Linked DNA regions of Mus musculus: all the other regions are linked to region 2. The links are chromatin contacts, called in public HiCAR-type, Micro-C and promoter capture Hi-C maps. All regions are on one chromosome and are shown on one strand. Each heading gives the region's core, a stretch centred on a gene start, on an enhancer-like site or on the middle of the called end of the contact. The rest is flanking DNA. Distances are from core to core; before and after follow the strand shown.

Region 1 (3,343 bases), core at 616-3,115, 1.6 Mb before region 2:
GGGTCCACCTGCCTCTGCCTACTCAGTGCTGGTATTGACAGCTTAAAGGCTGTGATACCACACTCAGCTATTCCGTACATAGTTTAAGACCGTGTATTGACAGATGTGGTGGCTCATACCTATAATCCCAGCACTGTGGAAACCGAGGCTGTAAGGAAGATTGCTGTGCATTCGAGGACTTCCAGACCAGCCTGTGCTACAGGGTGAGGCTGTCTCAAGCAAACAAACAACAGCCGATTGTGCCTTGCTACCTTATCCTAGCTGGTCTCAGCTCCATAGCTGCTCAAGTCATCCTCCCACCTTAGCCTTCCAAGAGACAGGGACTGGAGGTATGTGCCACCCACACCCAGCTCTCGCTTCACCTCCATTCTGAAAGTCCGCTCACAGGAAAATCATCAGGAGGTCTGTGTATTGCCAAAAGCTCGGGAGACCAAGACAGCCCACCCGCTCTGAGTTATGTATTTTTTTTTTAAATTCATTTCACCACATTCCTTCTTCCCGCAAGCTCCTCTTGACCGAGTGTCCAAAATCGGATCCTGCACACACTGCATCAGCAGTTAAAAACAGTAGTAAATGACTCTGAAGCTCCCTAGGTTTTCACATTTTAAAAAGGTAACATTAGAACGTGAGGAAGATGAAATGGCGGAGGTCAAGGAATAAAAACTATTCTTGTTAGCCAAGCGTGTACTAGCCAGCCCAGGCTACTAGGCGGAAAACTACTTAGGAATGTCATCTATCTAAACCTCTTCACCTGTTTCCTACAAAAAGAGGGGTGGGGCGGAGACCAGATCAGGGAACCCATCAGTGGTTTTAGGCATGGAAACCTTGACTCCTGTCTCTGAACACATCTTGGTAAGACCCCCAACAGGCTTCCGAAACTCATTCCCAAGAGGGATATGGCCATCAAAGGCAGAAATGAAAAGTCCATCTAACAGGGGAAAATGTACTCCACTATGGCTGCGTTTCTGTCAAGAGGAAAACATCATGTTGATCTTGCTCAAGAGTAGTGTCCCCATTCGTAACTAAATAAAACATCGTAATAAAGTGACCTTTTAACTCACAGCCATACTTAGGTACTAGGACACACACAGAGGGGCCAGAAGGAGAGACGGGATCCTAGAAGTTAAACTTCCTTACACACACACACACACACACACACACACACACACAGGCAATCAATGGACCTGAAAGATGTCTGGTAAGGTGTTTCAGAAGGCCATGGGGACAACAGAGTTTGGCGTTCGCCCAGAACTCTAACTTCAGCTGCTTTTTGATAAGCCCATCTGTTCACTGCTGCTTAAAGAGAAATAAAGAGGTGCAGTTTGGGTGAGGGAGTTGTGCAAGCCCTGAGCCGGGATGGGAAGCTAGCGAAGGTGGGCATACAGAGCCCGCCCTCCAGGGCACCCCCGCACCTCCCATGGATCCCCACGGTTTCGGGTGGGCGCCACCTGCGTCTGCCACCGGTCCCCGCGTGCCCCTCCTGGAGGAGAGCGGCACGGGCGTGGGGTGCGGGCGGGGACCGCAGGCCGCGTGGCGCACGCGCGACAAGGAGCCCGGAGTGTAAGGCTGTGCAGGAAACGCATCCTCCGACCATCAGGGACCGGCGCTGAGCATCGGACACGCGGCTAAGCCGACGCGGAGCATCTCGTGGACGGAGGAACGGGCCCGGACCCGGCACTCACCAGAAGAACACGCGCGAGCAGAGGTTGGCGTCCTGCAGCGGGTTGGGTTTCACCTCGGTGTGCACCGGCAGCATCTCGCCCGCGGTGCGCGCGGCCGGGCGGCGGCTCCGGGAAGCGCGGGTGAGGATGCTCGAGCTCCGGCCTCGGCCGGAGCCTCGCAGGCAAGCAGCGGCTTCCGGGAACCAAGCGCCGGCCCGCCCTGACCCCGCCTCTCGGGGCTCCTCGGGGCGCCCGCTACGCGCTGTCGCCGCCGCCTCCTCGAGCCTGGGAGAAGCGTGTCGCGTGAGAGCGCAGGGGGACGGCCGCTGGGGAAACGACAGAGACCAACCGCGCGCAGGTGACCGGGGGCGGCTCGGGGAACGCGGAGCCGGGCGGGGAAGCCGCACGTGCTTGAGACCCGTTGCAAACTTTGCCGAAGTTTAAGATCAGCACCCAAGCACCACCCTGAAGGTGGCGGGGGCGGTACCGGCTGTGCCCGCCCCCGCGCTCGGAAACGCCCCCTAGGCTTTGCGCTCCTGGAGATCTGGTGAAAGCCGCCTGGCTTTGCCTGCGGTCCCCTGGCATGCTGCCCTCATCAGGACCAAATAGGGTGCTGTGGGAGATTGTTCCACCTGCAGGCCAAGAGTCGGACCTGGAACAACAGCAAGGTTTATCAGATTGCCTTTGCAGACCTTAAAGCCGTGAAGACCGTCAGGCCACCCGATATTAGGACACAAGGATTTGGGGAGATGAATAGAGTGCTACCATTTCGGACGGCTTCTTGACCTTTCCTACATTGCTTGGCATGGCGGACCTGTGTAAGCAGTTGGCTGTCCTCTTAGATTAGGTAAGGGAAATCAGATAATACGCTGCCTGGCATGTTTCTTTCACGGAGCCCTGAGAGGCTCCCAGAGGATCCGTGGCAAAGGGAACCGATGTTACAGGACACCTTGCTGTGCCTTTCTATAAGCCTACTCCGCTTCTAATTTACTTTTCGAAATGGTTATTACTATTTTACTGAATAAATTCAGACTCAAAAGATCTAGCTTGTCCGAGATCTTAAGGTTAGTGATGATGAAATCTGACTTGTACTCAAGCTGGCATAAGAAGTGCCAGGGTGCCCCGACACAGTGAGGAAGGTATGGGTCCTGGCTCGTGGACTAGTGTTCACAAGCCCAGGGTTCTGGCGTGGCCGTGTTAACTGCCTCTGCTGCTTTGGTTCACTTCAGCGCTGGGTAAGGAAAGAAGAGCGGTTTCGAATTCATGGCCCTAGTGACAATTTCACCGGTCCTTTTGCTGTGAGAAAATACTCTGACCAGAAGCAGCTTGGATAAGAAAGAGTTTATTTCAGGCTTACACTTGCAGGTAATAAACAGTCTATCACGGAGAGAAGTCGGGCCCAGAGCTGAAACAACAACAACCCTGTTGGCCTGTTGGTGCTGACTCCAGCCTGCAGTGGGCTGGGTCCTCATGCCATCTCCAATGGGTCATTCTCTCACAGCTGCCATCAGCCAAGCCCATCTGGGCAGTTCTTTACTTGAAGTTCCTAATTTTCTGGTGACTCTAGGTTGTGTCTGGTTGACAATTAAAAAAAAAAAAAAAAAAAAAAAAAGCCGGGCATGGTGGCCCATGCTTTTAATCCCAGCACTCGGGAGGCAGAGGCAGGCAGATTTCTGAGTTCG
Region 2 (3,829 bases), core at 1,174-3,673:
TGTCAGTGAACAGAAGGACATTGGCAGGAAGAAACAAAGTAAAATGTTCTAAATATTCAGGTGGTAAACTCAACAGACTTTGACAATGGATTTCAGGTTACTGTTGGAGAGGGAAGTGAAGAAAAGTGTCAGGCTTTTGGCTCTTATAAATCAGTAAGTGTGACATCGTTTCTTGTGATACCAAATAACCAGCATGTTTGTGTGTGACTTCTTGTCCAACACAGAAATTACGCCAATGACAGACATCCTCTAGTGCAGCTCTGTCACACCAGCCTTTGTAGAGATGCTTTGTGCACATTCTCTTAATTAATGTAGGACACAGACCTAGCCTTCTAAAATGGCAAGATCAGCTCAGGCAAGCTAGCTACACAAGGCTGCATTGTTAGAGGCTTAAAATAGTCTGGGACAACGACCAGTACAGAAGCCTTTTGAACATGAGAGAGGCTGATGTGGGTGAGGCCGGCATAGCTGAAGAAATGGCAGGTGATCTGAGGTCTGTACAGTGTGTAAGGAGGGGAAGCGAACATGGGGTAGAGAGCAGGGAGCTTCATTTAGGAAAATGGCAGACTTAAAGTGGACTATAAAGGCAGGGGCCACATTTAGCAGGACCTTGAAAGTCTGTAATTTGGATTTTATGGAGGGACAGGTTTGAGTGTAAAAGGAACATGACTTTACATGACTTCAGAAAAACCTGTCTGGCAACAGGGAAGACCAGAACCGACGTGCCTTGAGGACCAGAGGCTATCAATTAGCTTTTGTACCATACAGGGAATAGGTCAGGGCTCTGGCCGAGCTGGGAGGAGAACACTAAGAGGCTTAATGTCTCTGGGTGAGAAATGGGCTTGACAGAGACTAAAGTCTAAGTAATAAGATTGTAAAAAATGGGGATTTCGTGTCAAAAGCAGGAGGAGCTGGGGAAGAAGGTAAGTTTGAGATCAACACTCAGGTATGTGTGCATAGGTGTATTAACAGTTTAAAAAGATTTCCACTTGTTTAAATGTAGCTAATTTAACTTTCCAGGAAAAACAAAACAAAACAACAGACTTAACCAAAGCCTATCAAAGATAATATTGACTAGAAATGAAAATCAATATTAGAGATTAAAGTGAAGAGGAGTAAAATAAGATATTCTATTGAAGAAAATTAGTCCACAAGTCACAAGAAATGATGTGTTTTAAGAACACAATTCCAAAATCTAAAAATACCAAAACCATTACATTCTGCCCTGTTACTCCATTCCAGATGCATTCGTTAAACAGTTGCAGAGAGAGAGAGAGAGAGAGAGAGAGAGAGAGAGAGAGAGAGAGAGAGAGAGAGAGAGAGAGGCTCAATCTTTCAGATGAATAGGATCTTTGTTCTTGCCTGTAGTTAGTCACGGGACCTTCATACTTAATTTTTAAGATGCAAAATGTTGTGTTTTGTGGAAGGAAAATGTGTGCTTATTGTGTTTTCTAAATGCCATATGTTTTTGTTTTTGTTTTCAAAGCATGCAGAAATGCTGTTGACTGAGAAGAAGAAAAAAATAACCCTTTCCGTTCTTTTTTTTCTTGCTTTATCTTAGGGAACCTCTGGCATCTGTGGGTCAACCTTTGTAGATTGAAAATGGAGGATGTCCCTTAGGTCAGTGCCATGTGTATTCAGCAGTAAACGCCCTCCAGCAGTCATTGCGGCACTAAAGACAGGATGGGCAACGTATGAGCATTTATCAAATGGCATCTAAGAAGGTTAAGACACAGTTAATCCCCCAGTGGGTGCCAGCCAAGAGCCTCAAAGCTTAATGTAGAGATATCAGTTCTGTCCTTCGGCATCCCCTAATTGAAGTCTCTAGTGCTCTGGAAACTTAGATGGAAAATATATGGGTTCCAGTAAGTAGCCACTGAAATGACAGCTCTCTAGAAAAGCTGTGTGCTGGGGCTTCAAGCATGGTCTGGTCTTCAGTGTGCAATCCAACTTGGCTATAGCCTCCCTCCGTCATGGAAATTGCCTGCAAATGTTTCGTAAGGTATCACTTTGCATGAAAAACACTGAATTGTCTCACAAACGAATGTGTACATCTATGTCAGTATGCTTCCTCAAACGCCCTAAGACTTTAGTTTGGGATCCAATTGGATTTCTTGGCCATCTTAGGAGTTTCGTGATTCCCGGAGTGTTTATGATGCAACTCCCAGCTACGGGCTGGGTGTCTCGAAGCGTATTTGTCTGAGCTACCCCTCTCTGTGCTCTGCCAATTATGTGCCACTTTGTCTCGGAGCTATGACTGCTTTCCTCGGAGAGGGAGATCCCTTTTCCATCAGTATGGACGCACTGTTTTCAGAGCCTGCCAGCGCTGTGTTGCTGTGTCAGTCATCCTATGAGGACCAGTTTCAGACGAGGAGGGCTGACGAGCTGGCCGGGGATTGGTGGGCTGAGCCTGGGCGGGGCCTGTGGGAAGGAAGGGCTGCAGCTCACAGCAACAGAGTTTAGACTGTCTTTGCTTCATCATCTGAAGGTAAAATTTTCCAGCCACGGCCGGCGGCTCGCAGAGTACAATAAACAGGGACGGAGAACTATTTGCATGGACCCCCCTTCCTCATGATGCGGTGGAGAAGCCACGGCCACTCGGTCCTGCCAGATGTTCTTGGGGTTACTGTACATGGGGAAGACGAGCAGAGCTAAACAAGGTAGGAGAAACAACCCCCCCTCCCCAATTTTTTTTTAATGTTTAAAGAGTTTGCTGCAGTATGCTGCATTCCATGTGTGTGCTTAGGGAAGCCAGGGAGACCGATTCCACTAATTCGAACGGAATACTCGCAGGAAACCCTGGAGTTTTACGTAACGTTTGGATTTGAGAACAAGAAACGGCAAAGCTGGAATCTACGCCGCCCGTTTAGGGTGAGGCATTAAAAAAAAAAAAAAAAAACCGAGGTTTTTATTTATTTATTTAAAGGACAGATTTGTTTATTATTATTATCTTTAATTATCTGAAAGATCCAGGCCAGGATTATCTTAAGATAATGGAGGTTTTTTACTGCCAGAGTGGGCTACAGAATAAAGTTTACGTGTTTCCTGTTCTTTGAAAACATACTTGAAATTAAGAATTTAAAAAAAAAATCTGCTTAAATAATCATCGGCTGAACGTTTGGGACGAAAATATGTCTGTTTCTTGGAAATTGGGGGCCACCCTGGTGCTACAGGGCAATGGCTTTAATTGAGTTTCAAAAGCACATTTTAAGCAGCACCAGGGCAGAAGAGGAAGCTTCCTGGCTAGTCTTAGACACTGTGGTTCAATGTTTACATTGCTTTTCCTGGCAGCCTCTGTCTTTGTTTCCAGCTTAAAAGTGGAACCATTATATTCAAAAGTAAGGCTGGGTTAATAATGCTTACTGCAATTATCTGATCTGTATGCATTTTTAATGAGAACACACAGCCAGCAGAATAATTTAATGAGAGCAGGCTAGCTTTTAAAGCTGGGCTCTCACTATGCCCAGCCAGATCAACTTTCTTGCCGAGAAGCAGCGGCTGGAAAGGGTGAAGCAGATTTATTTTTAACACACTTGGCCCAGGAGAAGGGAAGGCTTTCTCTGTGTTAAAGAATTCTTTCTGCCCTTTTCCGTTTTAAATTTCTGCCAGGCTGAGGAAACCGTGTTTTTTTTGTTAGGCCTTGGAAGCATGTGTTTACAATAAATGTGTAACATTTTTAGAATAGTTAGCAAGCACTGAAGCGAAGGGGGGAAAAAAAACTTGCCTAACTGCCACCTCCGTGAATGTTCTAATGTTCTTCAAAAAAGCCTTACTGTCTCTTTAAAAGACAAAGATTAAGTCGGAAAATGTCTATTAGGGCATTTTTATA
Region 3 (3,346 bases), core at 573-3,072, 1.6 Mb after region 2:
GGCGTGCTGGGATTAAAGGCATGCTGGGATTAAAGGCGTGCGCCACCACCGCCCAGCTAAAGCAAAGAATTCTAATAGTGCTTATAAATATGGTGCTCTCAGTGTGACATTCCCTTCCCCAGGGTGCATTAGCCAGTAGAGGCTGTAAAGATACTTCATATGTAGAGTGCAGCCTGGGGGGCATCTCTCTGAAATAGGAGGGTGGATAAGGAATTTTCCTTAAGAAAGTCACTTTGCAGCGTGCTGATGTTTAATTCAGCTCTGAATCTTTCTTTAGTGAAACAATAGGGAGGATTAACAGCCTGTGGCTGGCTGATGAGAGTTAGTTTGAACAGTTGGGTAGACAGGACCAGGTACTGTGTGCTTTCTCCTTTGGTCCCATTGTTGTTTGCCACATAATTGGCTTAAATGTGATTTTGGAATAAAATCCTATATATCTAAAAACCTGTATTAAAATTTCCAAATAAGGCTGAGAATGGTAGCAACATGCTTTTAACTCTAGCACTTCTGAGGCAGAGGGAGGGGGAATCTCTGTTTGAAACTAGTTTGCTCTACATAGCACCCCCAAAATGTATATAACTAGAATACTAGTTTCTACGCAAATAAGAAAATTACTGCATAGTAAGGTTAAATCTTTAGTATTAAGCAAAGGAGACTTAGAGGCTTAAACACTGTGGTCTTTAAAGAAGCCTCTGAGGTATAATGAAGTCCTGGTCTTTCCTCTATCACCATTCTCCCTGGTGTTGTCATGAAAACACCTGTATCTACAGGCTGTCCTTCCCTGGCTGCTTTTCTGTAGTCCACCTGCCCCAGTTTTCACTGTGCTCAGTGCGATGCTCGATGCTTGTGTCTCTGTATTACCATCCGGACTATGTTCTGCACGATTTTGAGCGAGTGTTGAAAACCGATTGTCTTTCAGGTTAACTTTTGAAAACTTAAGTACCATGACTATCTGTAGGTTTTGTGTTTTTTGTTTTTATTTTTTTTTAAATTGAAGCCAAGTAATTTCATGAAACAGTAATTGAAACTATATGACAAAGACATTGAATTATGTTATGATGTACTATGTCATCAACATAATGTGTTAAATGACAGGGGAATGAGAGCGAGGCCTCAGTCCTACACCAAGAACTACTAGCAGCTTCTGTGCTAAAAGTGGGAGCAATAGGCCTCCCTCAGGAAGAGCCCACCAACTGGTTATCCAGTACTAAACGGTCAGCTCTGAAAACACGTGTGAGTAACACTACACAGAAAAGCAGGTTATATGTATTTAGGTGTGTGTGTGTGTGTGTGTGTGTGTGTGTGTAACAACAATTAAGAGAAGGAGGCCATGAATTTGTAAGCGGTTAAGGAGGGTCACGTGGGAGGGTTTGGAGGGAGGAGAGGGAAGAAATGATGTAATTATATTGGAATCTCAAAAATAAAATAAAAACATTTAAAACTCTACACTTAACTATTAATAAAAAATATTGAAAATGAGCGCTGAATCCTGGGAAAAGAATAACCAGTTGTTTCAAGGTCTTCATCTGATGGAACAGAAGTTTTGAGTTTAGTAAACACAACATTACTTCTGATAATGGTTTGCCATGAAATTAATTGAATGCAGCTTACCTCCTGTCTGTCAAAGGCTGTCTGAGAGGTGACCGTTTGCCGCTCTGCCCAGTCCCAGAGAGAGAGTGCTCAGAGTCGCCTGTGTTAGGTAGGTGGTGTCTCTGTGCTGTGTCTTGTTGGAGGGTTGTTGAGATGTAGTACCGATAGTGGGGTTGGTCTGCTGAGCTCTGAGCACTGCTCTGCCGTTTTCAGGAAACGCTCTGAAATGAGACACTCAGCGTGGGACTTTACCCTGGATGTGGTTTTCTCTTTCACAAGTGATTTGTTTATGAAGTCCTGCTCATCTCGGGCTGCTCTTGAAACAATGGCATATCTTGAAGAAAGGCAGATATTCTTGAATTAACTGCTTGTTTTGATGTTTGAAGTTTGTGTCACTTACAGGCAGGAGATTTGACACTGGGCAAAGCAAGGTTCAAAGCCTAGCTGCTTTCTAAGCTCCTCGACTTTGTCTAGCCTTTTGTTGTTCCTGTGTAGTTCCTATCCAGTTGAAATGCATAGCACTCATGTGATAGGATTGAGAACTCCTCTCCAGAAAAGTCCTGCCTGAAAGAGAGCAACTGCCACCCTGCCACCTCGGTCACCTGTCATCTTCTCCATGGCCCTGCTCTGCTCTGCTCTGCCCTGCCCTGCCCTGCAGATCTGTTCCTGGATCCTGTAGGTACTTCCTACACTTTGTCCATTTTCTATCTCAGGGAAGACTTGCAGTAATTTTTTTCTTGCATGAACATCCATGTAAACCATGGGAAGGACTGGGGAATTTACATGTAGCTGGAAGAATTTATATGTAGCAGTGTTCTCAGCTGAGAAGGGAAGTGAAACCCACAGAAGGGAGGATTGGGCAGCCCAGAGCATCGCTGTCTAGCTACTCTGAGTTTAACTTTCTCTTTAAAGTAGCCCAGCCCTTGTCCAGTTCTAAGTATCTCTACATTGGCTACACATTATTTGCCAGCCTTTAAATGGTGCCTAAGCTTAGCTGCTTCTGTGTCTATAGTGTGAGCGATTTAAACTGGCTCCTGTCATCTTGTCTGTCCTGTTTTGAGACGGGGCCTTACTGGCTGCTTTGGAGCTGTGTTGACCAGGTTGGCTTTGAACTTACCCTGGTCTTCCTGTCTCTGCCTCCTGAGAGCTGGACTCCAGCTGTCAGCCACCACAGCTGCCACAGCGTGAACTTGAGGTAGTTTGAGAACCTTGCTTCTTTTCCCAGAAGTGCTAAACTTTCATTCTACAAAAGGTACTGACGTTAGCTGTGCTAACAAACCACTGGGTGCCGTGGGAGCCTTCCAGAATAATGTGCTATAGAGCCACTGGAGACCACTGCAGCAGTTCCTGTGTGGGTGAGAGGTGATTGCCTTGAAACCTTCTCTAGACATGCTTTGGCATTGCCAAGTTACATCATAATTGTTTTATATGAAGTTATGTTTTTTCATATGCTACACAGGTCAGCCACATGGATACCTCTTGACTGGGACCCAGTGTGTTCTGTGAGAAGGTTTCTGACAGGAAGTACTGATTGTGCTGCTACAGTCAACAGATGAGGAGCCTGGGGTGTCTTCTCATTAAGACTTGAGTCTTCCCCGTATGTAGCATTCTTAGTTGAGAACTTGCATTTCTTAGTGCAAGGTGCCCAGGGCAGATTTGGAACCTCCCAAAAGCTTGGCAGAACCCACCTGTAGACCCTCCCTCTAACCACCTCACAGCTGCCATTTTCCCTCAGAGCTGGGCTGGCCTGGACGGT
Region 4 (3,573 bases), core at 72-2,571, 1.4 Mb before region 2:
TAAAGGTTGATATTTAATGTCTAACTCTGACCTGCACACACACACACACACACACACACACACACACACACTCACACACACTCGCACAGCACACACACATATTCTCACACATGCATGCATACAGATACGCACACAAGCCGCACCCACACGCCCACACACTCTCACCTACTGTGTGCATACACTCACACACATGCACAAACACTATGCACACACTCATAATTCTCTCTCTCACTCACACAAGCAAGATAAAAACAAAAGTCGAGAAGGGCTGGGGAGATACACAATCAGTAAAGCTTGAGTTTGGATCCCCAGCCCCTCTGTAAAAGGCCAGACCCGCGGTGGGTGTACAGCTGGGGAGGGAGGCAAAGAAAGGGAATCCCTGAGACTCGCGGCACGGGCCTAGGCCAATCTGAAAGACAAGTCGCAGTGAGAAGGACCACTAAACAAAGTAGATGGCACCAGGGGCTGCTCTCTGGTCTCCACACTCACAGACACACACACGCACACGCACACACAACTGAGCAAAGATTCATAGACATCTCTCTCTTGCTTCAGAACCCTCCCAGACCAGACTCCCCAAACTGAAAGTGTGTTGCTCTGGGGGGAAAACGAGTCAAATGACAGCCCCATATCTAGTGCATTAATTAGCCAAGACCCTCACGGGGCTCTCTGGAACTTGAGCTGGGCTCATCGGCTACCTCCCAATTAAGTCTGAGCTTCCTGATTAATACTTTCCACATGCCACTAGGCCGAAGAGAACTGAATTTTAAGGGGAAGGCCAGTTTCAGTCCCAGTATGCCCCTCTTCACAAGCCAAACAGGGTCACGCAAACAAGCGTTGCTCACTGGCCTTTTGCATTCAGCAAAGCGAGGCTGCGTTACCATACCGTTTCTTTTCAGGGCACACCAAAGTTGTTTCTGTTCTGCTTTTGCAAGGCACCCAGTGAGTCAAGCTATTTGCCGCGGGTAGGGCTGAGTCGGGGTGGCTCGGTGGGAGGCGCAGCAGGCTATCCACATCTGGTTGTCCCTGGACAGCACCAATAAAAGAGCCGGTTTCCGCGGCTCCTCTGTGAGAGATTTGGGAACCTCGGGCCCGGGGGGAGAGGGGAGAGCGCTGGTCTGAGGGCTTTGCGATTGCAGACGACGGGCCAGCTGCTGGGGGCGGGGGACCCAGGAGGTACCCCAAGACCTCCCCGCGCGCTCTGGGTGCCCTGACAGTACTGTGAGTGCGGGTCCGCCAGTGCCCTCAAGTGCCCAGTGGGCGGGACGGAGGCGGTGACCGGGGGCGGAGCCTCGGGGCTGGGCGCGTGGGGGTCGCGGCAGCGGGATCGGGAACCAGCGAGAGCGCCGCTGCAGCCCAGCATGGCTAGCACGGCCTTGGAAATCGTCGCCTTCGTAGTCTCCATCTCGGGCTGGGTGCTAGTGTCTTCCACACTGCCCACCGACTACTGGAAGGTCTCCACCATCGATGGCACTGTCATCACCACAGCCACTTATTTTGCCAACCTGTGGAAGATCTGCGTTACCGATTCCACCGGTGTCGCCAACTGCAAGGAGTTCCCCTCCATGCTGGCGTTGGATGGTCTGCATCTCTTTGGGACCCCATCCCCATCCCTGCTCCTTGCTGGCTTTCCAAGCGGGCGCGTCCTCTTATGGACCGGCCGTGGGATTCCCGGGTGGGGGAGGCTGGGTCTTATACTCTGCCCCGGGAGGGTCTGCGATGCCCGCTGTCTACGGATGGGTGTCCGGTGGGGCGTCTTCTGAGCCTGGGAACCCCTGGTGGTGACGAGTAGGATCAATTCAGGTAGTTGTGGCGCACAAGGCTGGTCCCGCGTCTGTCTGGGACTGAGTGTAGGGCAGCAGAGGCTGGCCACCCCACGACCAAAATCTGATTCTCATTAAAATGACACCACTGAGATCCATGAATGCTCGCCTTGATATCGCTTTAGCGGGTTCATTGAGTCTTTGAAAAGCCAGGCACGGAGGAGAGGCAAAAGAACCATATTGAAGTTTGTTGCTGTTTTCCTTTAAAATCCCTCCTACAAACTTGAGGGCTTGAGCTTCATTCTTTTTCTCAGTTTCAAGAAAATCAGTAGCCCTTGCTCATACGGGGGGTGGGGGTGAAGTGGCTCAGAGGGCAGGGGACGTTGGACAGCAGAGATCAACAGGATGAGTGACCACTCTTCCAGGCTTTGTGCAAGCATTCTGGGTCTTCTTCGCTTGGTATATGAATATATATATATATATATATATATATATATATATATATATATATATAAATTGGAGATAGATATTAACATAGGAAGATGTTATATTTATAATTTATATAATTTATATATTTATATATTTTATATTATATTTATATTTATATATATTTTATATTATATGTATATATATATTGGAGATATATATATATATATACATATATTGGAGATAGATATTACCATAGGAAACTGACCGTTTAGTTTCCAGGGTATAGTCAATACAGTATAATGCTCGTTCATGTTCTAGGCTCTTCCAGGGTTTTGCAAATGACTAAATGGATTCTGGCAGAAACTTAAGAAGAGCAGCTTGCTCCACTTCTAGATGTGAGGCGTTTTCCTTTTCTTTATTATTCCTCTTGCCATTTTTATTTGCATAGCTGGGTAAATAGAAGACTTGATTCCCCTAAGACAGTGCTTGCCACAAAGGGCAAACTGTTGCTCAATTCAGTGTTCTGTGGAAGCTGGTCTATGGGAATAGGTGCCTGCCTTTACAAGGCGGCACCCTGGGCCGGGCCCTGTTGTATAAAGTAAGTAGCTGGAACACTGTTTACTGCGTGCGTTGTTGCTGAGGTTCCTGTGTTCATCGGAGCGCTCATTCGGGAGACAACAGACAAGCTCTTGTTTCTGCGGTTTACATTCAGGAACACAGGATTCACACTATGTTCTAGAACTGTTCTGTTTATTATGCTATTGTAGCCAGGGATAGCCTGCTAGATAAGTCTGCTTCCTTCTTCGGGAGTTTTGGGGTTCAAGGAAGAGGAGAGAGAAAGAAAGAAACACTTCTTCAAGCTTTGCGTACAGGACCGTGGGGGTTTCCTTCGTATGTCTGCTGAGAGGGTGGAGGTGTTCTGTGGTTTGGACAGGCTGGGTAATGAGGAGGAACTGGGACACAGTCCTCATTATCAGGCACTGAACAGAGTTATGCCACTCACAAATGCATATATGCAAAATGGGCATGCTGATGTGACTAGAAAACATGTTTTTAAAACAAGAAATGATATATTCCACATAGTTTTTAAATTAATTACGTCTTTGTAATCGGTGCAGATAGAAGAAAAGTCTTAGCTGCTGCATAGCTCTCGGTACTCTGGACAGAATGACCCACTGACGCCGCTGACCCCTGGTGCTCACTGAAATCCTTTATCTTCTCCTCTGCGTGCACGTGTGTGTTTCTGTGCACTGTTCTGCCACCAGGCTGGAAGAGCATGCGTTTTAATGTCCAGTTCACACTGACAAACTGCATTCTACCAGAGTGCAGGGACAGCTGCCTCGTTGCTTTCTCTTTGCCGTTGCCATTCAGAATCGCACGT
Region 5 (3,685 bases), core at 905-3,404, 1.6 Mb after region 2:
CTTTGACACTAGGCACACACATGGTGCACCTACATACATACAAGCAGACCCTCATACATGTTAAATAAAAATGAGCCTTTTAAAAAAACATTAGGAATACTGTTCTAAGCCACTGTCTTCCAAACTAGCCTTTATCTACTACAGATAGGAACTGTGAAGAAATCTCTGAGAATGATTAAACGCTGAAAATGTTAAAATTCTTCAATATTAACCCTGCGTGCAACTTAATCCCTTCGCTTAACACTTCTGACATAGGTAAAATATATATCTAAGTTGTCCCATATTTTGGTATCACTACTTTTTTATTATAAAAACAAAATTATGTACACTTGTTACAGAGTAAATATTTTAAAACAACAGAATGGGAAATGCTTTATTTCAGGTGCAGAACAAGACGATCAAGCCTCTTTTCACAAAATAATCTTTAATTCAAGGAGCTAATGGGTTCTCAGTAAGATTTTTGGTGACTTGGGTTGTCAGTGACTTGCACACTGGCTGTTGCTACTTCTTGGTGTTTATAAATCCAGGTGACCAGAACTGCTGCACTGATGTTCACGATACTGGAAGAGGAAAAAAAAAAGTGTTTCCTGTGGAATAATTTTCAAGAGTTTCAAGTTTTGACCACTTCATTTTTGGTATATTTCCACTCAAGTGTTTTCATTTCCTATGAGCCCTGAATTTGTGACGATTGAGTTTTCATGTTGATATCAGTCAGTATGTGCAACTGCTACAAAACTTCTGACTACTGTTCATCTCACAGCTTTCTATCTTTTCAGATTTCAGATCTTCCAAACATACTAATGTTCAACGGAATGAGGAATTTACTTCATTTCTTCCTCTCTAACCCTGATTAGATAATAACCTTTTATAGTTTATATTAGTTTACCATAAGTGGTTACTATCTATAATATATAGGACTTAAGTAGACAGGATTAAATTTCAAAACAGTAATTTAAGAGACATAATGTGACTTTGAAGCTTTCCTTAAATCTACACTATCCCCCTCGTTTCTATGTATTTAACCACTATAGGGCCATTTCTTAGATGAATCAGGCAAAAATGTCCAAATTCAACCATTCAGTTTTGACACCGGGTACTTTCCTAGGCAAACCATTTTAAGGAAGAATGCTTTTAATGCCTGGCTCAATACCCTGTGGGGATTCCCTGCGCACTTCTCTCTTTTTAGTTTGTTGTGATGTTTTGGATGAAGTATATGAAGAAAAGCTCACCCAGAGTAGGTCTGGAATTAGAAAAGCAAGCACTTAGATTAAATGGCATTTTTCCCTCCATAAAATGTCAAAGTTTAAATGGTGGCTTCTAGATTACTTGCAACTGGGGATCTGCCTTAACACGCACTTGGTCGTCCTGCAGTTCCAGTTGGTTTATCAGGCGCTGGTTAATTGGAAAACCTTACTACTCATGGATGAAAAAGAACGGGAAAGGAAAAATACACGTTTTAGCATTACTACAAAAATCGGCCGGGTCTTCTGAACACCCTTCAGTGCTCCCAGGGACCCCATAGTTTGAGAACCAGTCTTAAGTGGGCTACAGATTTTGTGGGAATCAGCTTCTGCGAAGATCATAAGGAAATAATTTTCCTGCGAAATAACTCAACTGGATGAACATACAGTCCCCCCCCCCCCCCCCAAGCCCTGGCTGTCCTGGAACTCACTCTCTAAGACCTGGCTGGCCTCGAACTCAACCTCCCAAGTGCTGGGATTAAAGGCGTGCGCCACCACTGCCCGGAACAGAAAGCTAAGTGTATTTTTAAAACTTTTTCTTCTACTAGCCGTCTTGTCCACCCTCACCCCAGCAACCCCAGGTGCTTGGTGGGTCACCGGAAGCAGACTGTTCACTGAGCGCCAAGGCCCACACGGAAGTACTGAGCATGCGTGGGACTCGCGGCCGTCTCGCCCAGTGAAAGGTCAGAGGTCTCGAGAAAGGCCTGGTGTTCTGTGGCGGAAGAACCGGCTCGCTCACGGCGCTTCACGCCGTAAGGTTCTGTACTGGGAATTCTGGCATGCGCCAAACCCGCCCCGAACTACCGGAAGCAGCTACCATCCGGCTCGCCCGCACCTACGCACTTCCTCTCTGGGAAGGAAGGGGCGGGCTCTGGCCGAGTGTGCACGCCCCACGGGCTGCGCATGCGCCTTCTTCCTGGCGGCTCCGGAGCGCCTCGCCGGGCCGACTTCGCTCGCTGGTTGACAGTGCGCCTGCGCGGTCGCTGGGGGCTCTCCACCTCTGCCTCCCCTCCCCCTGACGCCCCGCGGGGGCTCCGGGCCCGGCGGGACCATGTTCACCAGCACCGGCTCCAGTGGGCTTTGTGAGTACCGGTTCCCTCATCCTTGGGCCGCCCTTCGCTCCATTCCGAGCTCTTCCCGGACCCGGCTCGGGGCAGCGGGGGACTCGGGGTTGCAGGAGGCTGGGGGCCCCTTGCCTCCCGCGCCCGAGCCTTGTCAGTTCTTGCTCTTAGGGGGCAGCGGGCGCCGCACCCACCATAGCCCCGAGGGCCGAGGGGGTGCCACGTCCATTCCGCTCCCGGCGTCTCCCACAAGGTGCGCAGCAGCTCCTGCCCTGCTGCAGGTGGGCTGGGCAGTTAGGGTCCAGCCGGGTGCCCCGCTCATCTCGTGGCCCGGGCCCACGCACGCACTTGGCGACTCGAGTGCGGGGCTGGAAGATGTTCCCGTGGGGGCGACGCTGGAACCCTGCTCGGTTCCCTCTCCCCCTTCATTCATACAGGCTTCTTTGGGACCCACCTGATTCCTGGAACGTGTGAATTTCATCCTCCGCTCCAGAATCTGCCCCCTCAATATTAACTTCCACGTACATCTTACCCGTTGTCCTTGAAGAGTTTTTGCGAGCTGAAAAAGTGAGCGCTTTTCAGTGAAGTTAGGAAGTCACTTGGCAAGAGAATGCAAGCTTTGCTTCTGGATGCCGCTGCACTCTCCAGGAGTGTCTGCGGTGGTCAGCAGGTAGAGGGCGGAGAAGTTTATTCAACCTCCAGGCACCCCCCCCCCCCACGACATTATGTTGAGTTGACTTTAGAGAGTGGACTCTTAACTAAACAGTGTTGAGATTAGGCATTGATACACTAACAGCAAACTGTTTGAACAAGCCGCAGTTCGCAGTTTCTTTCTCTGTCGGTATTTCCCATCTCTGCGTGTGAAGTTAATGTTGCTAGAGCACAGAAGTGCCTGGCATCTCCAGATGGTACATTCTGTTGTGAACGTCATGAGCCTTTCAAAGAACACTCCTGTTACATAGTCTGAGAGCTGACTGTCAGAGCCAGCGACATAATTTAAAGTCGTCCTCACCTCTCACCGTAATCTCAGGCTTTGAAGTAGGTTTAATGTTGTTTATGATCTCCATATTTAGTACCTAATTTAAGTTATGGAAACGTTGACGTATTGGCCCCAGAATCCATCAGAACTACTAGTGAGTTGGTCTTCAAACTACTGTTTGGATGAATAAGGTAGTGTGGCTTTCCTAGGGTTACACTATGTGGGTGGATCTGTCAACAGCAGATTTCTTCGATTTTAGTTGTTCTCAGCATCTTGAGGCACCCTTTTGTACCAAACATGTAAAAGTTAAAAAGTGACAGTCTGGGGACATGGCTCAGTGGTTATGAAGCTTGTCCTGCAGGCATGAATATCTGAGTTCTAATTCTCAATACCCATGTAAAAGC
Region 6 (3,520 bases), core at 479-2,978, 1.9 Mb after region 2:
TATCTAGGACAAATGTATTTGTGAAACAATGCCAAGATTTCAGCCACTTAGGGCCAGGGTGTAGCTCAGTGGTAGATAGAGCTCCTGCCTGCCTGGCTGAGGCCCTAAATTCTACTCCCGAGTATATTATTAAAAAAGGCATTTAGGCCACTTAAACCTGGGCCCAGGAGGTTCTCAGATCCCTGAAGTTTTATGCCTGCTCTACTTTGCCCTGAAGTCTTTCACCCTCCCAACCCGTCTTCCCCCACTACCTCCCCTCAATCCCTCTGACCCCCTCAGGTGCAAAACTTGCAATAACTCTTTTGTGCATGTAACTGACGCCTTACGTGACTTTTATTGATAAATAAAAACTCAAGGCCGGGCGGTGGTGGCACACACCTTTAATCCAAGTACTTGGGAGGCAGAGGCAGGCAGATTTCTGAGTTCAAGGCCAGCCTGGTCTACACAGTGAGTTCCAGGACAGCCAGGGCTATACAGAGAAACCCTGTCTCAAACAACAACAACAACAACAACAACAACAAAAGTTTTAAAAACTCAAACCCCCAGACCTGTGTTTTTACTGGTGGATGGATGGCCATAGAGAAGTGTAACAGGACAAAGAGTGTGATCTAGTATCTGGAGACAGACAAAGCTTGCCTGCTCAGTCTCTTAGTACAAGATATAGATGTGTAAATTAGAGATGGAATGGGTGTTCCTGATACTGCTTTGTCTCAGGCTCCATTTTGGCGGAACAGACTGGGGCCCGCAGTGGAGACAGGAAAGTGGGATGGTCCTCACTGGGTGCAGGCAGGAGAGGTCCGGGTGGGTGTGAGGGGGCCTCACAGAGGGTTTGAACAGTCTGCCCTGTTGGTATCATAAACTAAGCGATAACTCAGTCTTGCAGATATTCGGCATCTGTGCTGCCACTCTGGCTACAAAGGACTTCTGGGGTCTTTTGTTTTTGTTTTTCGGGACAGGGTTTCTCTGTGTAGCCCTGGCTGTCCTGGAACTCACTCTGTAGACCAGGCTGGCTTCGAACGCAGAAATTCTCCTGCCTCCCAAGTGCTGGGATTAAAGGCGTGAGCCACCACGCCCGTCTGGGGTCTATTTTTTAATCCAGCTTCCGACAACGACTTTGAGTGTCAATTCAGAACAAACGGAACGTAGTGACCACCAAAATCAAAACTGCAGAGGTAGAAGACAGAGGAATGGTGGAGGGTGGAGAGTGGAAAGGACCAGACACTAGGTAGGGCACCACTGGATTAGGAAAGACGACCGATGGCAGCTTCTCTCAGTTTCCGGAGACCCGCAGGCATTGGGAAGGGGCCTGTGTGGGTCCCAAGCCTGCACCTTTTCAGGTAGAGCCCATTTGCTTTGACCACTTTTAGCTTATGCACCATCGCAGGCTCACCGACTGTGTTAGGGGCACGTTGATAATAAAAACAGCAAAAAAGCCCCTCGGAAACCTAAATCTTCTCTGCCAGAGAAAACCCAAGTTTCTCTAACTCGTTTCAGAAGCGGGCGGAGCATTGGGTCACCAAAGCCTCCGCGCAGAGCCGCGCAGGGCTCGCAGAGGATTGGAGTGGCTAACGAGGGCGGGCGTGGTTTTGGAAAGAGAAGCGTTGCATGGGGCCTCGCCAGCAGAAGCAAGGTGGGGCTGAGTCTGGCTGGACTGGCCTGGGCTGTGGCAAGCGGGGGGCCGGGCTAAGCCTGGTAGGGCGGGCGTGGCCGAATCCAGCTAGGCGGGGCGAGGGCGGGGCGTAGGCGGGCCAGTCGGGAAGATGGCGTTGTGCGTGCTGCGGAACACGGTTCGTGGAGCGGCGGCGCTGCCCAGGCTGTGAGTTCAGGTTCTCTGTCCCCGCCACGCGGCGAAGGCGGTAGCCAGAGTGGTCTCTGGAGCCTGCATGGGCACTCTAGCCCGATACCTCTGTGCCTCCGGTCCTTGACCTCTGCCAAGGTCGCTGCGGCTGCTGCCTCCCAGTGGGAGGGCTTTGCGTGGACCCGGGCAATGGGTACAAACGTTACTGGGTTGGCAGGGCTGTCAGCATCTGGCATGTACCGCGCTAACTTAGGGGCGCTCTGGAGTAGCTGAGACGCTCACCCCACCTATGTGAAGCACAGTGGTTCCCAAATGTTGTTCTCTGGACCCACTTACCCAACCAAGAATGACTGAGGGTTCCAAAAAGCTTTTGCCAAAATCTGCTCATGAAAAACACTGAATTTTTTTTAGGTGAAAAGAGCATATATTTTGAAGTTTTCTTTGGTTTAACAAGAGACTTTAAGTCTTACGTCATCAGCTTTGGAGTAGATATTTGAAAAGAATTCCATGACTTGGGGAGTGGAGGCAGGAGGACGCAGGTTAAAGGCTACACTTAATCTACATAGCAAGTTTGAGGCCAGCCTGGCCTACATAGCAATACTAGTTGGTAAAGGAACTGTAGATTGTCACAAACAGTGACCCTCCCTCATGACACTTGCCTATCTGTTAACTGCACGTGTCCTGAGTTCTCCTTTAAGGTGTCTTGCCTATTGTGAGGAAACAGGATCAGAGACTGTCTCAAAGTCCCACGGAGCGATGGAGCCAGAGTTCACAGTTTAGCGTTTTTTACATCTTTTGTGTTGTGCTTCATGATTTACCCCAGACCCATGACAGGACCCATATGGTCTTAGGCACCTCATTTTCTCATCTGTGGCCTTGCACCCTGGCTGGAGGAAAATCACTCCTGGAACCTGAGTGGTGGTAAGGGAGGGGTCCTGGGCCAGCCCAGAGATTCCGTTTCTGAAGTGTGAAAGGACCAGTCCTGACCGCACACAGTCACCACTTCTAATAGGCTTGGAGCTTAGTGTAAACTCCTTTTTATCACCACCACCCTGCCCCCCATACCATGCATCATCTCTATCAAGGGCAGGTACTTGGCTTTAGTGAGCCAATTGTGCTAGTGTGGTCCTAGTAAACCCACCAGAGGATGTAAGTGCTGTCTGGGACCAGTAGGCTACTTCTGGAGGCTCCTTGCTTATTTTCAGAGTGTCTGAACCATTGCTGAGCACGCAGGGGCCATTCAAGACCAGAAATCCTGATCCCTGTTTCTGACCCACCAGCGTTTGCCCTGAGCTCTAGACTGTCATGTTATTCATGCAGTTCTCTGTGGCCATGCTGGATGTATATGAATTACTCCGCTTTCAAGGAAGGGAGCATAACTCACTTGACAGAGCCAAGAAATATAGATGGGAACACACACACCTATCAAAGTTGCTACATAGAACCATCTGTAGCTATTTCTCAAGCTACACATGAGTCCTTAGGACGCTTCCAGGTCTAACACATCACTCAGGGAGCAGTCTAACTTCTTCCTGAGGCTTGTCAGTAAAGCACCGGCCCAACTGTAAGGAAGCTCCTGCTGTCTACCACGCAGGCACTTAATTGTTCAGTCCTAGCAAGCATATGATTTATTAGCCCACACCCATTGGGAAGATGTCCACCCACTAGAAGACAGTGCTTAGACTCCCTCCAGCCTCATGGGCTCCATTTATTCCTAGAGTT
Region 7 (3,728 bases), core at 1,099-3,598, 1.8 Mb after region 2:
CCAGGACAGCCAGGTTTCTCTACCCTGTTGGAAAAAAAAACAAACAAAAAAGCCCTCTCTTTCCTCAGCTTCTCCGAATTGTCAAATGCCGTGTGGAACATAGAAAAAAAACATATTCCTCAGGTTTTGCTCCAGTCAGAGTTATCAGTAGTCTGAAAAAAGTTGCGTTTTTCCCTTTAATCTAGTCGGGAAGAGCCTCACCAACCAGGAGCTGGCTACCCAGAGTTGGAAAGCTTCGCCCCGCCCCCGCCCACCCCGCCCCCTCCCGCCATCAGGTAACCTAGGGAACCGCAGGTGAGGCGTTACCCAGAAGAGGCCGGATCCGGAAGTAGGGGTCGCCCCGCCCACCAGCCAAGAAGCGGCCCAGCACGGTGACGTGTCGTTGTAGGAGTTGGCTTTACTCGCCGTGCGTACACCCAGTTGGAGCTCTGAGCGAGTCAGCTGTCTGGAATCCCGATGTCGTTTTCATTCTCAAAGACTCCAGTTGTCCGGGTTTTTAATTTACTTTACCCAGAGTGTTGAGGCTGTCAGGTCTCGGGGCAGGAAGCACCAGGTCACCGTGGGTTCATCACTGAGTATCCCAGGCCATCCTGGGAAGTGATTCTCGGTCTTAAGCTTGTGGTGGTCTGTGAAAGCGAGCGGGAAACCCTGGGAACCCTCAGGCGTTAGCACCGCAAGTCTGCGACCCTAAATTCAGGTCTAGAACCTGTGTCCTCCGGCGACCAGGGCCGAGCGAGCACTTCTAGTTTGCTTCGCCTTCGTCTCTCCAGGCCCTGCTGTAGAGTTGGAAGATGCAGAGACCAGGCCCCTGCAGCCCTGGGAAGTGAGACAGTGAACAATAAACACGATCGTTTCCGAAATTGGTAGACACCGAGGAGCAGCGGTGGAAATGGGGGACACCTACATTCTACATTATCCCTCTTAGCACAAGTAGAAGCTGGGGAGACCTACAGAGTGGCCTAGCGTGGTAGGTAGGAGCCTAGAGACCACCAAAAGAACTCAGTGGCACAGCGAGCAGCATGCCAGCTATGGACAGTGAGATTGTCACAGGTAGAAAAAAGTAGTAATGGCAAGGTTGGAGCGGGAGCTACGGCAGTGAAGGTCTAGTTTGGTATTATCAGAAAAATAGGTAAGGTGTGTGGGGGGTGTTAATCCTACCTCTTTATATTTGGAGACAGCTGCTTCCTTTTTCGACAAAGGGCGTTGTCTTGACTTAGCCCAAAGTTCAGTATGTGCATGTATTTGAGATGGTGTGCGCTGATGGACACGCCTCCTTTTGTTATAAAAGTGGTCAGGACCGCCTGGGACAACTACTATATCACCTATTTTTTTGTGATATAGTATTTTTTAACTTAATCTTTACCACTCTTTGAGAGGGTGAGCACCCTTGTCTTCTCTTCTAACTTTCATTTCTCCAGTGATGAACCCATGCCCAGAGGCACATCGCTAGATCACAATGTTCCAAAGCCAGGACGCTCAGCCAGTACAAATTACCTTTGATGTTAAAGCTCTTTTTAGGTATGTCAGTAGTTCTTTCTGTAGGTGCTAGAGCCATTGAAAATCTGGTTAGTTGTAAACTTTGGGGAAGGGAGCAATATATGAGCACACAGAAAAAATTTAATAGCATGAGACTACAAACTTTTTTGAATTTACCTATTTTCTGAATTTGCCTTTTCTTGAATTTGGGGGTTACAGTCATCCAGGACTGTGTTTTATATTCTAAGATGATGCACTTGGGGAAGAATTCGGTTGAAGTCTAAAACTCCATGGGCTTTTTATGCTAAACTTTTCTCCTCCTTGAGCATAATGCTTGCGCACTAACACAGAGACATAACCATTTCCCATTATCAATGGGAAAAGCTATGCACCTTGTCGAAGAGTAATAATGCCGTAATAGTCTTCCTTAACACGACTGCTTTGCTTAACTAAGCCCCGGTATCTTCATTGCAACCTGCCATTGCTACTTTATATTTACTACCCTCTCTCATCTATCTCATTTCGACTTTCTGAAAGATATGTTTGTTGTGTGCACACTTCTCCCACACAAGAATGTCCCAGCATTTCCGATGCTTAGGAATTATTCTTGCAAATAACCTCTAAGAGCTGTTTAAAGATTTACGAACCGCTCTTTCCATTTGTTCCCTTACCCTGGCCCCAACTAGGTAACCCCTGAGCTCTGCCTCATCGACCAACTCGGTCTCCATCAGAAAGTACTTGGTTCATCAGTCCTGAGCGGACTGACGGGTATGAGGTGACAGAGGGCAGAGAAGAGGTGCGCCCGAGAAGCGCGGCGCTCTGGAGCGCCACGGTGGAACCTGGAACCCGACTGTGGGTGCCGGAAGCGCGCAGGCGGAAGTCACCCAGATCCCGGAACGCGGATCTCTTGGCCGCCCCGCCCGGAAAGAGCCCGCTGCGCTTGCGGCGCCGGCACTGAGCATGTGCGTGCGGCCCCGCGCATGCTCCGTGGAGGCCCGCTTCGGTTTCTGTCGCGGGGCCCGCGGTGTCTCCTAGCGTAACCGGAACTAGCCGTTGCGGGCCGGCCTTCTCTGCGCTCGGGCCTTGAGGTGATCTCCGAGCGCCCCGGACCCCTCCTTCCTCGCCGTCCCCCTCGGCTCGGCCGCTCGCCTCTCACAGCCGCCGGCATGAGCTCCAGGCCGCCAGCGTCGCCGCCAGCGCAAGGCTCCAGGTTGCTGCTGCTGTCGCTGCTCCTGCTAGGGACGGTCCCAGGCCCGCGCCCGGGAAGCGCCTTCTACCTGCCCGGCCTGGCGCCGGTCAACTTCTGCGCCGAAGAGAAGAGCAACGAGTGCAAGGTGGGGGAGGCCTGTCGGGCTGCGCGCCGCGGTGGGAGCGGGGTCTAGGAGCGGGGTCAAGGAGCGGGAAGGGGCGTAGCTGTGGGTGGGGTCGCATTTCGAGCCGCGACGGGACGGGGGCCTGCGGACCCCGGGTGGTCCCCGCGGGCTCGTCGCTGCAGCTCGGGGCGCTTTGCCCGGACCCCGGCGGCTTGCGGAGCGCCCTTGGACTGGCCTGCACGCAGGTACGCGGTGACCCGATGCCCACACGGGGCGCTCCCAGCCGAGCGACAACTTCCAGTAACTTAATTTCGTAGCTCACTGTTTTATTGCACTTTCCTAGAACTCCTGGTCATGACGGCTTATTCTCTCTAGGACTTTGATACCGAACTTCAAGAATACTAGTTGATCATTTAACCTGTGGATTGTGACGCATTCTAACCCTCCTTGAAAACCGCGTTAATAAAGACTAGTTGTAGTTAAGTTTAGTCCCTGGCCTTTAAATTTTTTTTTAAGCTATAAAATTTTTAAGAGACCCCCAAATGGGTTTCTCCGCGATGGCTTTAAACACTTAAAAAGCAGCAGAGAGCGGGAGAAAGAACCTGCCTTGAAAATGTTGGTTTCGTAGGCCATCCGCCCACACGTTTTTCAGTTTACCAGCTGAAAGCAGCTTTTAGGTATCAGGTGTAGAGCATCACAATACACCATTATTTCGTAAAGTTACTAAAACTTAACCATTTGGAGGATCCAGGGCCTCTCAGAAACCGTTAATTTTAATACTTCAAATAATGGTTAAGAAAACGTTTACACTTTTTATTTACTAAAATTTTAAGCTGGTGTTTATTTTATGACTCTTAGCTATACCACAGTTGTGAATTTTGAGGTTGTTTTAGAGTATTAGGGAGGCTATTAAAGTTTTCATGGCATTTTGCAGCTTCT

Evidence for each region. Promoter capture Hi-C pulls out the DNA fragments that hold promoters and counts their contacts. Hi-C and Micro-C count contacts between places; a contact is called where the count stands out from the background. HiCAR-type assays count read pairs that join an accessible place to other places. Capture Hi-C pulls out chosen DNA fragments and counts their contacts.
Region 1: a contact with region 2 is called in a HiCAR-type map of astrocytes, with 2.0 times the contacts expected there. The contact joins the promoter of Abcc4 here to the promoter of Mbnl2 in region 2. A contact is called at or near these places in 2 of 39 promoter capture datasets (liver and pre-B cells), 3 of 115 datasets of contacts at active chromatin or transcription factors (astrocytes, large pre-B cells and microglia) and 2 of 9 other capture datasets (adipose tissue and liver).
Region 3: a contact with region 2 is called in a promoter capture Hi-C map of pre-B cells, with 5 times the contacts expected there. The contact joins the promoter of Gpr18 here to the promoter of Mbnl2 in region 2. A contact is called at or near these places in 2 of 39 promoter capture datasets (the C10 cell line and pre-B cells).
Region 4: a contact with region 2 is called in a HiCAR-type map of astrocytes, with 4 times the contacts expected there. The contact joins the promoter of Cldn10 here to the promoter of Mbnl2 in region 2. A contact is called at or near these places in 1 of 39 promoter capture datasets (pre-B cells) and 3 of 115 datasets of contacts at active chromatin or transcription factors (astrocytes, large pre-B cells and trophoblast stem cells).
Region 5: a Micro-C map of the G1E-ER4 cell line shows a contact between it and region 2. The contact joins the promoter of Ubac2 here to the promoter of Mbnl2 in region 2. A contact is called at or near these places in 4 of 39 promoter capture datasets (hippocampal neurons, liver and pre-B cells) and 1 of 484 Hi-C or Micro-C datasets (the G1E-ER4 cell line).
Region 6: a contact with region 2 is called in a promoter capture Hi-C map of pre-B cells, with 5 times the contacts expected there. The contact joins the promoter of Clybl here to the promoter of Mbnl2 in region 2. A contact is called at or near these places in 1 of 39 promoter capture datasets (pre-B cells) and 1 of 484 Hi-C or Micro-C datasets (B cells).
Region 7: a contact with region 2 is called in a promoter capture Hi-C map of adipose tissue, with 3 times the contacts expected there. The contact joins the promoter of A330035P11Rik here to the promoter of Mbnl2 in region 2. A contact is called at or near these places in 4 of 39 promoter capture datasets (liver, neutrophils and pre-B cells), 1 of 484 Hi-C or Micro-C datasets (B cells), 1 of 115 datasets of contacts at active chromatin or transcription factors (fibro-adipogenic progenitors) and 1 of 9 other capture datasets (adipose tissue).

What each region holds. Positions count from the first base shown.
Region 1 is chr14:118,704,354-118,707,696 of GRCm38.p6, forward strand. Abcc4 (ATP-binding cassette, sub-family C (CFTR/MRP), member 4) reads right to left here and starts at 1,866. Exons shown (of 31, transcript NM_001033336.3): 1 at 1,683-1,866. The coding sequence starts at 1,756.
Region 2 is chr14:120,273,246-120,277,074 of GRCm38.p6, forward strand. Mbnl2 (muscleblind like splicing factor 2) reads left to right here and starts at 2,424. Exons shown (of 8, transcript NM_207515.2): 1 at 2,424-2,660. The region is part of intron 2 of Gm52122 (a long non-coding RNA gene); the gene reads right to left.
Region 3 is chr14:121,914,066-121,917,411 of GRCm38.p6, forward strand. It overlaps Gpr18 (G protein-coupled receptor 18), which reads right to left and starts at 1,823. Exons shown (of 2, transcript NM_182806.2): 1 at 1,612-1,823. The region is part of intron 4 of Ubac2 (ubiquitin associated domain containing 2); the gene reads left to right. Gm46485 (a long non-coding RNA gene) reads left to right here. Exons shown (of 2, transcript XR_001781471.2): 1 at 1-2,952; 2 at 3,050-3,346.
Region 4 is chr14:118,853,629-118,857,201 of GRCm38.p6, forward strand. It overlaps Cldn10 (claudin 10), which reads left to right and starts at 1,322. Exons shown (of 5, transcript NM_021386.4): 1 at 1,322-1,581. The coding sequence starts at 1,362.
Region 5 is chr14:121,876,452-121,880,136 of GRCm38.p6, forward strand. Ubac2 (ubiquitin associated domain containing 2) reads left to right here and starts at 2,155. Exons shown (of 9, transcript NM_026861.2): 1 at 2,155-2,323. The coding sequence starts at 2,293. 1810041H14Rik (RIKEN cDNA 1810041H14 gene) reads right to left here and starts at 2,957. Exons shown (of 2, transcript NR_130999.1): 1 at 2,757-2,957; 2 at 408-560.
Region 6 is chr14:122,179,966-122,183,485 of GRCm38.p6, forward strand. Clybl (citrate lyase beta like) reads left to right here and starts at 1,729. Exons shown (of 8, transcript NM_029556.3): 1 at 1,729-1,816. The coding sequence starts at 1,761.
Region 7 is chr14:122,104,626-122,108,353 of GRCm38.p6, forward strand. A330035P11Rik (RIKEN cDNA A330035P11 gene) reads right to left here and starts at 2,349. Exons shown (of 4, transcript NR_015586.3): 1 at 1,159-2,349; 2 at 307-816. Tm9sf2 (transmembrane 9 superfamily member 2) reads left to right here and starts at 2,457. Exons shown (of 17, transcript NM_080556.3): 1 at 2,457-2,810. The coding sequence starts at 2,643.